Regions from separate parts of the Mus musculus genome. Here all the other regions are linked to region 3. The links are chromatin contacts, called in public ChIA-PET and Hi-C maps. All regions are on one chromosome and are shown on one strand. Each heading gives the region's core, a stretch centred on a gene start, on an enhancer-like site or on the middle of the called end of the contact. The rest is flanking DNA. Distances are from core to core; before and after follow the strand shown. Region 1 holds the start of Zfp775 (zinc finger protein 775). Region 2 holds the start of Lrrc61 (leucine rich repeat containing 61). Region 3 has its middle 2.9 kb from the start of Gm30781.

Region 1 (3,777 bases), core at 841-3,340, 200 kb before region 3:
GTTTCTGCCTCCTTTTGTCTTAAAGATGTGTGTGTATGTTGTATTTTCCTTCATGTATGTTTGTGTACATGTGTGTACCCGGAACCCATGGAGGCCAGACCAGGGAAGGGTATTAGACTCCCTGGAACTGGAGTTATAGATGGTTGTGAGTCACCATGTGAATTCTAGGAATCAAACCCAGGTCCTCTGCAAGAGCAGCATGTGCTCTTAACTGCTGAGCCATCTCCCCAGCTCACCCTTTCAGCCTTGACCACCACTGTATAAAAAAGAAATTAGTGTGCTGGTTTTGGTCACATAATACTGGGTTTGGGGAGATGGCTTGGCTTGTAGAACATATATGCCTTGCAAGCATGAAGACTGGAGTGTTGCTTCCCAGAGGCCATAACAAAAGCTGAGTATGGTGGGTCACAATCCCACAGATACTGAGATCCCAGTATCTTGCTGGCCACCTCAGTGAACCTAGCCTATTTGATGAAGTTCCAGCTAATTAGAGACCTTGTCTCAAACAAGATGGAAGGTGCCTGAAGATGCATAATGTGACCCCCTGGCCCCCACATGCACCAACCCCCCCTCACAGATTTTATAATATAGACTCTGTGTATGTGCATCAATACATAGTTTGCTTTTTTTCTTTCTTTTTAAACATTTTTAAAAATTATTTATTTATTTATTTATTTATTTTTTGAGACAGGATCTAATACAGTTCCAGGCTGGCCTTGAACGAACTATCTCAGTGTGTAAGATAGGCTAGCCTTCACTTACTGTGCTTCATTCTTCCACTTCTGGAACAGCCTTGGTCCTGAGTGTCAGTCTGGAGAGTCTGTCACTCTGGATAGGAAGTGTTGTTCCTGGGCCACACTAGCTGGTGGAGGATCTGAAACTAGAATGCTGCTCTGAGAGGTAGGAATGAAAATCCAGAAAGGCACATAAGCAGGTGGGAAAACTCACTCATCTATTTCACAGGCAAACACATCAAAGTCCAGAAACAGAAAACTCTCTCTTGTGATGACTGCACATGAATTTAGTGGAAAATGGCTAGAAACTTGGCCCCAGTTTCCACAATGCTTGACAGCTGAACAGCAGCTGGGGGCCTAGAGGCTTGAACAGTTACAGATTGGTGCCATGGTAGGGGTTACAGGACATCCATCCTGGTCCCAAATGCACCTCCAAAGTAGCTCTGGAGAGAAAATGCAGTATCTTTCCAGTTGACCCCACTGTGATTACCCAGCTGCGACCAAACTCAAGGCAGAGGTGGGAGGAATTCTATCAGATGTATAGGAAAGGGTGGGAATGAAAACACTTTCCTGGAGGTGTTTGGGAACCAATCACCCTTCTTGGCAGTCTGGACCTGGTTAGCAGCTAGAAGATATTTCACTCAACAGAACCTTAGTGCATAGTGAAATTAGATGCGGTTAGGTAACCTCTTCAGACCTGTTTTCTCAGCTAGAAAAAGCTCCCCGAATGCAATGATTTCCAAAGCCACTTGCAAACAGCTCCAAACATAATTTATCATGACTCAGTGTGGTCTGATGATATGCTGGCTGATGATGGCTCACTGTACCCTCACGAGGCAAAAGAGCCCTGCAATGTGCAATAGGCAAGTGTGAGCAATGCCGCCTAAACATAGCTTTCAGGGAGTAAAGAAAAAGAGCCACAATAAAGTAGATATACTCTCCAGAGGGGTCCTAAAAGTGCTGTGTTCTATTTGGCCCGCGATGGCTTCCAAGCAAGGAAACCTAATGGCACCTCACTACCGTGGTACCCCGCACCTACGCCGCGAGTTCAGATATCAATACGCGCTTGTGCGGGAGGCAGAGCGCTCAAAGGTGGGCAGATCCGAGGCACCTGGTGGACGGGCACAGCAACTATGCTCCGCGGGGCACAGAGCATTAGGGGGCCACCTCTTCCACCCCAGCAGTGTTCAGCTCACTGATTTTTTGCTTAGGGCCGCGCGGCCGCAGGCGAGGTCAGACCCTGGCTATTGGCTCCGGAGAACAAAGGGGCCGCCCCGCGGGCTGCACCAATAGGGCCGGGAGTGTCATCTGAGCCGTTCAGCCAATCCGCAGCGGGGCGGTGCAGGGCGACCAGCCAATCACACGCGTCCGCCTGCCCCGCCTGCCCCGGGACTGGCCATGGCCCGGAGCCCGGTACCCAAGTCGCCCCTTGGGTAGCCGTTCCCGTTAACCTTAGCCACAAAGTCAAAGGTATTTATTTCTCAGGCCCCCTCCCTCCGAGTCCTGTGCAATTCTGGCGGGGAGGGGCGGTGCAGGGACGGACCAGCGCCGGGTCGCTGTTCCCGTGCTGCTCCGGTGTACCGGGCTGTAGAGGAAGGATGGGTCCCGGGCCTTGAGGCGCCCTGAGTCCCGCGTGCACCTCAGCTCTGGGTCCCAATTTTCTGTACCACCAGCACCCTTCCTAGCTCAGTTGGGAGGGACCTGAGGTTGGCTGGGAGGTCAACAGGCCAGGGCAGTAAGGTCAGGAGGGTAGGACTGTTGAAGAGCCAAGAGGACCTACTGAGCCATCTGGTTGTTCTGAGCTCCCTGTCTGTGTCTGCTTCCGTGTAGAAGAGCTTCTGGGGGCAGCAATCCCAGTGTTGGCTACAAGCGATTCTGCGAGGCGGGATGAGGGTGGAGACGGAGAACAAGCAAAAGGAAAGCACGCAGAAGTTACAACTGTGTGCGCGTCTTCGGGGGTGGTTACTGAGACTTCTTTCAAGTAAAATGACCGCAGCAGTCTCAGTGGGTGTGGTGTCTGGCGACACAGAGTCCGAATGGTCTCTAGCAGCAGTGGCAAGTTGGGTGTGGTCACCTGAGGTTGGAGACAAGTGACAGGCTCTGCATTTTTATTTGTTTGTTTTTGGTTTTTAGTTGTGTTAATAACATGAAAACATCCCATAGCATTTGTGTCCTGTCAGTTCCGAAGCTCCATGATTCTGTGCTTCTACCACTCAGTTGTGGCTGACGTTTATGTAAATGAGCCCTCATAACCGTGTTTTGTAATGGTTTACAAGGCTGGGGTCTGGACTGTGTGCTAGGGATAGAGGCATCCTGTATTAGGATGCGTTTGGTCTTCTGGTGGTAACAGAAAGCATGGATGATGACAGTTACCCCACAGGTACTTGTTTGGATGACACATAGCTAAACAGTAGTTTTGAGTTTCCCAAAGATGTCTGTCTCTGGCAAAGTGACCCCTGATTTGGACCAGGGAGGGGGTGTATGGGCAAGGTCACTGCAAGACAGACAAGTTATAGGTATGCAGGTGTGTGAGGACATAACAAATCTAGATATTGGGGACAATGGGGAAAGCTAACCAAAGACTATGTTTTGAATGGCCTTGCCAAGACATTTTTGTCTAAATTTCCAAGTGTTGGAGAGCTCTTGAAGTATGTCAAGGGGGTAAAATGTCAAAATTTCAGTTTTAGAAAAATCAGTTTGGATCTGGGTGGTGGTGGCCCACACCCTTAATCCCAGTACTCAGGAGGCAGAGGCAGGCAGATCTTTGAATTCGAGGCCAGCCTGGTCTACTGAGTGAGTTCAGGAGTCAGGGCTACAGAGAAACCCTGTCTTAGGGAGAAAGGGCAAGAGAGAAAGAAAGAGAGAGAGAGAGAGAGAGAGAGAGAGAGAGATCAGTTTGGGTTCTGGTGGCAGATGGATTTGGAGGGACCAAGAAATCAGTAAAATTTTAAAACTATTATTCATTCATTCATTGAATGTGTGTGTGAGAAAGACGGAGAGACAGAGATAGAGGAAGAGAGAGAGAGACAGACAAAGGACAGAG
Region 2 (3,438 bases), core at 538-3,037, 250 kb before region 3:
TTGCCTAAGGCAGTCCTAGGAGCTGTCCATGGTGGTGGCACTTTCTTTCCTGACTCAGCCTACCACTTTCATGAAATACCAGCGCAGGAGCTGTCCACGGTGGCGACACCTCTTCTTCAGACTCCCAAGAAGCTCAGCAGTGATGTCGCCTCAGCCATGGGCCCAAAGCAGGGAAAGGGAGGTGAAAAATGCCTCCAGTCCCTGAGCAAAAAAACCCACCAATCCCTGAGCTTCCCACAAACCCCCACCAATCCCAGAATAGGAAACCTCACCAATCTCTGAGCTCTCCAAGCTCAGGACTTGAAATCCCACCAATCCTCAACCTGGAAATCTCTGCCCTGAAAAGCTCCATCCATAAGAAATCCTATATAAGCCCTGCCCTTTGTTCAACAGCCTTGCTGTCTGCTCCTGGAAGCAGAGGCAGCCACTCCTGGATTTGTCCCCTCTCTCCCTGGACCCTCCCTATTTTGTTTTTTTTTTTGTTTTTGTTTTTTTTTAAATGAGATTTGATTCCTGATGTGATGTTTTTGTTTTTGTTTTTGTTTTTTAGCATCAGAAGAAGCAAAGAAGCAATGAAGAGAAGTGGAGCGGGGCTGAGGCTCCAGAGCTCAGCTGGGTATACCCTTCCCTGGGAGCTGCAGTGCCTCTTGCTGAGGAGGCTTCCTCTCAGAGCTATGTGGTTCCTGGGCTCCTGTGTCTCAGGACGCTCTTCTATTGGGACACTGTCCTACCTCTGAGCTGTGTGGTTCCTAGGCTACCATGTCTACCATTGGGACACTCTCTCTGCTAAGAGTTGTGCGGTTCTTGGGGTTCCACACCTTCCTAGAAGGAACATTTATAGCTTCTAATCTTAAAATAGACTCAGGCTGGTCCATCACATGGAGAAGTTCAAGGGAGATCAAATGGATACCGGGCACCATTTGACGGATTAGAAAAGCTAGGTCACCACTGGCCTGCAGCCTAGCACACTGAACGTCATCAAACACGTATTCATTAAGGACTTTGCACTGTGATACAGTGCAAAGATGTGAACAACAACAAAACTGTGCCTATACTTAGCCAGCCCAGGCTGGAAGGGTGTGGACTGAACTGGGATTGCTTTGTCTGAGTGCACAGAAAGCATCAGGAGATGGAAAACCCTCCCAATGTAGACATTTCCAAGTGGCCTGTGAAAGAAAGTGAGAGGCATTCTCCCCTGTGCCTAGTTAAGGTGACCTCTTTATCCGTTGGACAATGTCATTTACAAAGGTGGCAGTTTGCGTTGGTGACATCTCTGGGGGCAAGGCCTTTGGGAATATCACTAGGCAGTGCACATTTATCTCAGGAAACATTCTGATGTAGTTTTCTAAAAATACGGGTAAGGTTCCCACAAGGGGTCCTTCTTATCGTTATTGTGGCACCTTTTGTCTGCAGTCCTAGGCGGTGAGCATGACTGCACCGCTGTGAGGGGCAGGGTTCGGAGAGGGGTGGGCGAGCACGTACCAGGCACCGTTTATCGGGTTAGAAAATCTAGGTCACCACTGGCCTGCAGCCTAGCATACTGAATGTCACAGAACACATTCGTTAAGGAACCATAAATGCCTTTCCCAACGTCGCTCTGTCAAATGTGCTAATGACCAAACTAACAGGAACAAAATCCTCCAGCAGCACTGGCCGCGGGTTCCAGCACAAAGAGCTAGAAGCTCCTCTGGTTGTGTAATCTGCGTCACTTGCGTACCCTGCCAGCCGCAGCGCGTCCCTTAAAAACAACTTTTTCTGCGTCGCACCACTCCCCGCCCCTTCCGGCCTTTCGCAGGTTCCGGGTCGGCTGGGCCTGCGCCAGAAACCGAGTTGCGTGTTCTGTTTGTTTGGGGGATGCTGGATTCTTCTGGAACCGCCCGCGGTTAGTGGCCACGCCCTCAGCCCCAGGCACTGCTCTGAGTGCAGTTAACAGACAGAACGCTTTAACCGGTAACAATCGCGGCCGGTGAGGTGGGTGCTGCCTTGGTGGCCAGGAGACATTAGGATTGGATTTCCTATCCCACAATCACAGCCTCTTGGTATACATAACAACAAGGGTTCCGCTAGTGTGATAGATTATTTTAAAAGAGCAGCCGTAGAGAAAAAGGCGGAAAAAGTTTTGGTCTTGTTTATTCTCGGTGAGGGAGCATTTGTCACAAGATATGCAAATGGCAAAAATGCCTACAAAGGAAGAAGGATGCGGCCCCTTATTGGGGTCAGAAATGGGTGGAAATGACTTCAGTAGTCCCCAAAGGAAGCTGGGAAGTGTAGTCTCCCAGCAGGAACTTATCCGTGGCTTTTGTCACTTTGGCTATGTGAGCTCAGAAGATGGCGGAGTGTTGTTTAAAACATCCTCCACTGTTGTGCCAGGGAAAAGTTAGTGACCCCCCCCCCCCCCCCGCCAAACACACACACACACACACACACACACAGGAGCTGATCTGATGCAACTCACAGCAGGGTCTTTATTCTATTCGAGCTAGCTCAAGCCCCCCCAATGCACCACCCTCACACAGGACGGTTTTGGTGGGGGAGGAGCCCCGAATGTCTATGTGGCAAGGCTTTATAGTAAGCACCAAACATGGAATACGAATGCGAGCATCTAAATGGAAAGCTACTTTGGCCTTTAATATAACTGGCTGGTGCTGGGAGTCACATCATAAACTTAACTTCTGCTCCCCTCTGCATGGGTGGTCATTAGGCAAGGGTTGGGCTTGCAACCTGGGGTGCAGGTTTGTTGGGGGAATAACCAGGAGATACTGGTCTTGTTAGGGGTGTAACTTGGAAACTCTGCTCTTGTTGGGGATTAGCCTAGAGACGAGCTAGGCTCAGGTTTTGTTGTGGGGACAACTTGGATACTAATGCTAGATACCGGCCTGTAGTCTACCTGAGTTCAAGCTTAGGTCAGATTCTCTAAAATGGAGTCTGAATTTAAAAGCTTTGGCATCTCACACTGACTGGCTTAAATTCTCTGGTTGTGTGGGAGACTAGAGCTCCTTCTTCCCCAGGTGTAGGAATGTGAGAGGAGAGGAGGCTGGCAAGCTTGCACAGAGTGGGACTGTGGAATGCCCCTGGATGTATGTTTGTGCGGTGTAACAGGGTAGAATTAGGGAGCCAGGTCCCATCTGGGCATGCTCCTGAAAAGGACTGACAAAATAGTCAAGAGAAAGTTCTAATCTAATCAGCCAACACAGGGTACATGCTGAGGCATCTCCTAGTCCAGGTGAACAGATGCCAAAAATTACTCATCTGCAGGTTGCTGGTTTTACAGCTATGTGGCTTCTCTGGGGGACGCATAGGCTTTGGACTGTGGACAGTTATCATTTCCCACGACCTCCCTTCATTGGCTTGCACGCCTGCAGGCCATTCTGTTTCCTCGTCTGTCAGGAAAAATAAGATTCCTTGCTATTTTCACGCACCCCAAACCTTTCCCGTGTG
Region 3 (3,826 bases), core at 1,028-3,527:
GTCTCTACATGGTCCATCCTTTCATCTCAGCTCCAAACTCCGTCTCTGTAACTCCTTCCATGGGTGTTTTGTTCCCAAATCTAAGGAGGGGGATAGTGTCCACACTTCAGTCTTCATTCTCCTTGAGTTTCATGTGTTTAGCAAATTATATCTTATATCTTGGGTATCCTAGGTTTGGGGCTAATATCCACTTATCAGTGAATACATATTGTGTGAGTTTCTTTGTGAATGTGTTACCTCACTCAGGATGATGCCCTCCAGGTCCATCCATTTGGCTAGGAATTTCATAAATTCATTCTTTTTAATAGCTGAGTAGTACTCCATTGTGTAGATGTACCACATTTTCTGTATCCATTCCTCTGTTGAGGGGCATCTAGGTTCTTTCCAGCTTCTGGCTATTATAAATAAGGCTGCTATGAACATAGTGGAGCATGTGTCCTTCTTACCTGTTGGGGCATCTTCTGGATATATGCCCAGGAGAGGTATTGCTGGATCCTCCGGTAGTACTATGTCCAGTTTTCTGAGGAACCGCCAGACTGATTTCCAGAGTGGTTGTACAAGCCTGCACTCCCACCAACAATGGAGGAGTGTTCCTCTTTCTCCACATCCTCGCCAGCATCTGCTGTCACCTGAATTTTTGATCTTAGCCATTCTGACTGGTGTGAGGTGGAATCTCAGGGTTGTTTTGATTTGCATTTCCCTGATGATTAAGGATGTTGAACATTTTTTCAAGTGCTTCTCTGCCATTCGGTATTCCTCAGGTGAGAATTCTTTGTTCAGTTCTGAGCCCCATTTTTTAATGGGGTTATTTGATTTTCTGAAGTCCACCTTCTTGAGTTCTTTATATATGTTGGATATTAGTCCCCACCATTAATCTTTTAACTTGAGTTGGGTTGTGGGTTAGTAGCTAGTGCTTGCCTGACATGCCCATGGCCCTTGGTTTTTGAGGAGGATCATTGCAGGCACTTGGTGAGTTCCAGGGAAAGAACACTGAAGAAATAACCACATCAGAGGCTCTCCAAGGAAAGAGCCCCAGACCTCTCATTCTCTTAAGCCACAGTCACCATGGGGCTTGGGGGTGATGGTCAGCATGCTTCAGTCCCTTTCAGGAACAACGGCCACTGAAAACACAAGAGCCAAGAAGCCAAGCAGCAAACCTTCATGTTCTTCATGTTCATGTATCTTATAGATCCACATGTGTGTTTCAGTGTGTGATCCTTGGCCTCCATGTATGCACAATTAAGCCGGAGCTAGTCATTTTATCACCAGGGCGGTAGCACTGAGAGGTGAACACCGGAGGGATGTTCAAGTTCTCAGCCTCATGGAGGACTGATACTATCACTGTAAGGGCTGCCCACATGAATTGCCCCATTCTGCCATTTGTTCTACAACTGGACATGTGAGAGGACAGCAGCAAGGTATGTGGGAAACCAGATTCCAGATGCTGGCACCTTGCTCTTTATCTTCCTACCTGCAGAACCAAGAAAATCTCTCTGTCTCTGTCTCTCTCTGTCTTTCTTTCTCCTCCACCCCTTTTTTCTGGGCAATTTCTTAGTCTATGATACACTATTGAAACATATACTTAGTTATATAATTTCACAACTTTATTCTGAAATACTGACTTGGGTTAAAGGGCATAAAATAGTTTTCACCTTTGTCTCCAACTTCTTTTAAGTTGAAGCTCCTTCATTTTCCTAGATAAGCTGATACTAAATTGAGATACTACCTGCTTATAATTTTAGTACTTTAGCTATTGCTTTAAATTTTTCATTGTTAAAGACTGTCTTAGGGTTTTTGGCTTTTTTGTTTCACTATTTTGTGTGTTTGTTTTGTTTTGTTTTTCTGTGAAGAGACACCATGGCCTCTGTGAAGGTTCTGTGCCCCAGTATAGGGGAATCCTTGGGCCAGGAAGCAGGATTGGGTGGGTTGGGGAGCAAAGGAAGGGGGGAAGGGACAGGGGATTTTCAGAGGGAAAACTAGGAAAGGAGATAACATTTGAAATGTAGATAAAGAAAATATCTAATAAGAAAAAAAAAGAGAAAATATCCAATTAAAAAAAAAAGACACCATGACCAAGGCAACTCTTATAAAGAGAAACATTTAATTGGGACTGGCTTAGAGTTCAGAGGTTTAGTCCTTTATCATTACGGCTGGAAGCATGGCTGCTCACAGACAAACATGGCACTGGAAAGTAGCTGAGAGTTCTACAGTCAGATCCACAGGCAGCAGAAAGATTTAGAGACACTGGGCCTCTGAAACCACAAACCCACTGCAAGTGACACATTTCCTCCAACAAAGCCACACCTACTCCAACAAATTCACACCTCCCAATAGTGACATTTCCTGTGAGCCTCTGGGGGCCATTTTCATTCAAATTACCACATTCTACTCCCTGACACCATAGGCTTGTAGCCATATCATAATGCAGAAAGCATTAAATCCAACCTCAAAAGTCCCCATATCTATCATTCTCAATGTTGATTAAAATCCAAAATTCAAAGTCTCTTCTGAGACTCATGACAATCTCTTAACTGTAATTCCCTATAAAAATCAAATAAAAAAAAAGCAGATCTCATACTTCCAACAGAAATGGTGGGCTGGCTACTCCAAACTCTGCATTTCCATGCCTAATGTCCCAGTGTCTTTAAATCTCCAACACTTCTCATCTTTGTTGACTGTAACATACTTCTGTCACTTGGGCTGGTTCCATTACCTATTAGAAGTTTTCCTTGGCAAGTATCCCATAACTATGGCACTGTCAACATGTTGAGGTCTCCATGGCAATCTAGGCTTCATCTTCAGAGCTTCACTTAATGGCTTCTATGGACCTCCATGCAGGGATACCCCTGCTATACACCTGGACTCAGTGGCTCACCTTAGTCACAGAGGGAGATTCTATAATTCCTCTCTTATATCCTAATTCTAAAACAGTGGTTCTCAAGTGGTGGATCACGACCCCCTTGGAGGTGGAACAACTCTTTCACAGGAGTCACCTAAGACCATCAGAAAACAAAGATTTATGTTATAATTCATAACAGTAGCAAAATTTCAGTTATGAAGTAGCAACGAAATAATTTTGTGGATGGGATCGTCACAACATGAGGGACCAAACTAAAGGGGTGTAGCATTAGAAAGGTTGAGGACCACTGCTCTAAAACCAGAATGTGGCCCAAGATGTAAATTCTGCTGCTTTCTGGTATTGGGGTTTGGGATTCACCCCCAAAACCACACCAACACTAATCTCATACATGGATAGTTTATTGGGAATTTTCCCCAGGACTGATTGATTTTTGGGGCCACAGGGGAGGCTGTTACACTGAGTTAGAATCCTATAGATCTTTTAAGCCTGAAATCCACAAACATCTGTGCCAAGTTATTCCATCAATCAGGATTTAGGGATGGGACACTTCCTTACAAACATGTCTTTGTTGTACAATTATCCTGTTCCCATTTGTTGGGAGTATTCTACTGTGGCAGGGGACTTGCCTTGCCTAACATTCATGTCTTAACTTGCCAAAAGGATTTCAGTTACCCATAAATGTGTGTCTTTCTGTCAAGTACGGTGTCAATTCCCAGGGAGGTTTTGGGAACTTAAAACTTTACTTGATCCCTACTCAAAGTGGAAGACTTATTCCAAATGACTTCTTATAGTTGTACAGGTGTCTCTCTTATGTTGGGGTACATCCCAGAGTCAGCCTTTCATACACAAGTGCAGGAAATGCTGCTGAACAGTTGGTTCAGGTCCAAGTTTCTTGTGGCTAACTATTCAAAGCAGTTCTGACTGACCTCTATTGTGTTTGATTTCCAAGAACCTCAAAGCATAGAA

What was found. A called contact is a pair of places that touch in the nucleus more often than the background predicts. ChIA-PET counts read pairs in DNA pulled down with a chosen protein or histone mark.
Region 1: a contact with region 3 is called in an RNA polymerase II ChIA-PET map of effector CD8 T cells, with 10 read pairs. The contact joins the promoter of Zfp775 here to the enhancer-like site in region 3. A contact is called at or near these places in 2 of 39 promoter capture datasets (liver and pre-B cells), 1 of 484 Hi-C or Micro-C datasets (B cells), 4 of 115 datasets of contacts at active chromatin or transcription factors (the 230-238 cell line, CD8 T cells and effector CD8 T cells) and 2 of 9 other capture datasets (adipose tissue and liver).
Region 2: a contact with region 3 is called in a Hi-C map of natural killer cells, with 3 times the contacts expected there. The contact joins the promoter of Lrrc61 here to the enhancer-like site in region 3. A contact is called at or near these places in 1 of 39 promoter capture datasets (the HPC-7 cell line), 1 of 15 datasets of contacts at CTCF or cohesin (large pre-B cells), 4 of 484 Hi-C or Micro-C datasets (Th1 cells, group 2 innate lymphoid cells, natural killer cells and 1 more), 3 of 115 datasets of contacts at active chromatin or transcription factors (the 230-238 cell line, CD8 T cells and effector CD8 T cells) and 1 of 9 other capture datasets (embryonic stem cells).

The regions. Positions count from the first base shown.
Region 1 is chr6:48,599,917-48,603,693 of GRCm38.p6, forward strand. It overlaps Zfp775 (zinc finger protein 775), which reads left to right and starts at 2,091. Exons shown (of 3, transcript NM_173429.3): 1 at 2,091-2,204.
Region 2 is chr6:48,553,012-48,556,449 of GRCm38.p6, forward strand. It overlaps Lrrc61 (leucine rich repeat containing 61), which reads left to right and starts at 1,788. Exons shown (of 3, transcript NM_177736.3): 1 at 1,788-1,971.
Region 3 is chr6:48,799,829-48,803,654 of GRCm38.p6, forward strand. No RefSeq gene overlaps it. Among named protein-coding and RNA genes, the nearest start is that of Gm30781, 2.9 kb to the left of the region's middle. Within about 2 kb of position 2,278, at least 56 of the 459 cell types and tissues checked have an H3K27ac peak or open chromatin away from gene starts, as enhancers often do. A contact at or near this core is called in the 230-238 cell line, CD8 T cells, the HPC-7 cell line and 5 more, where this site is marked.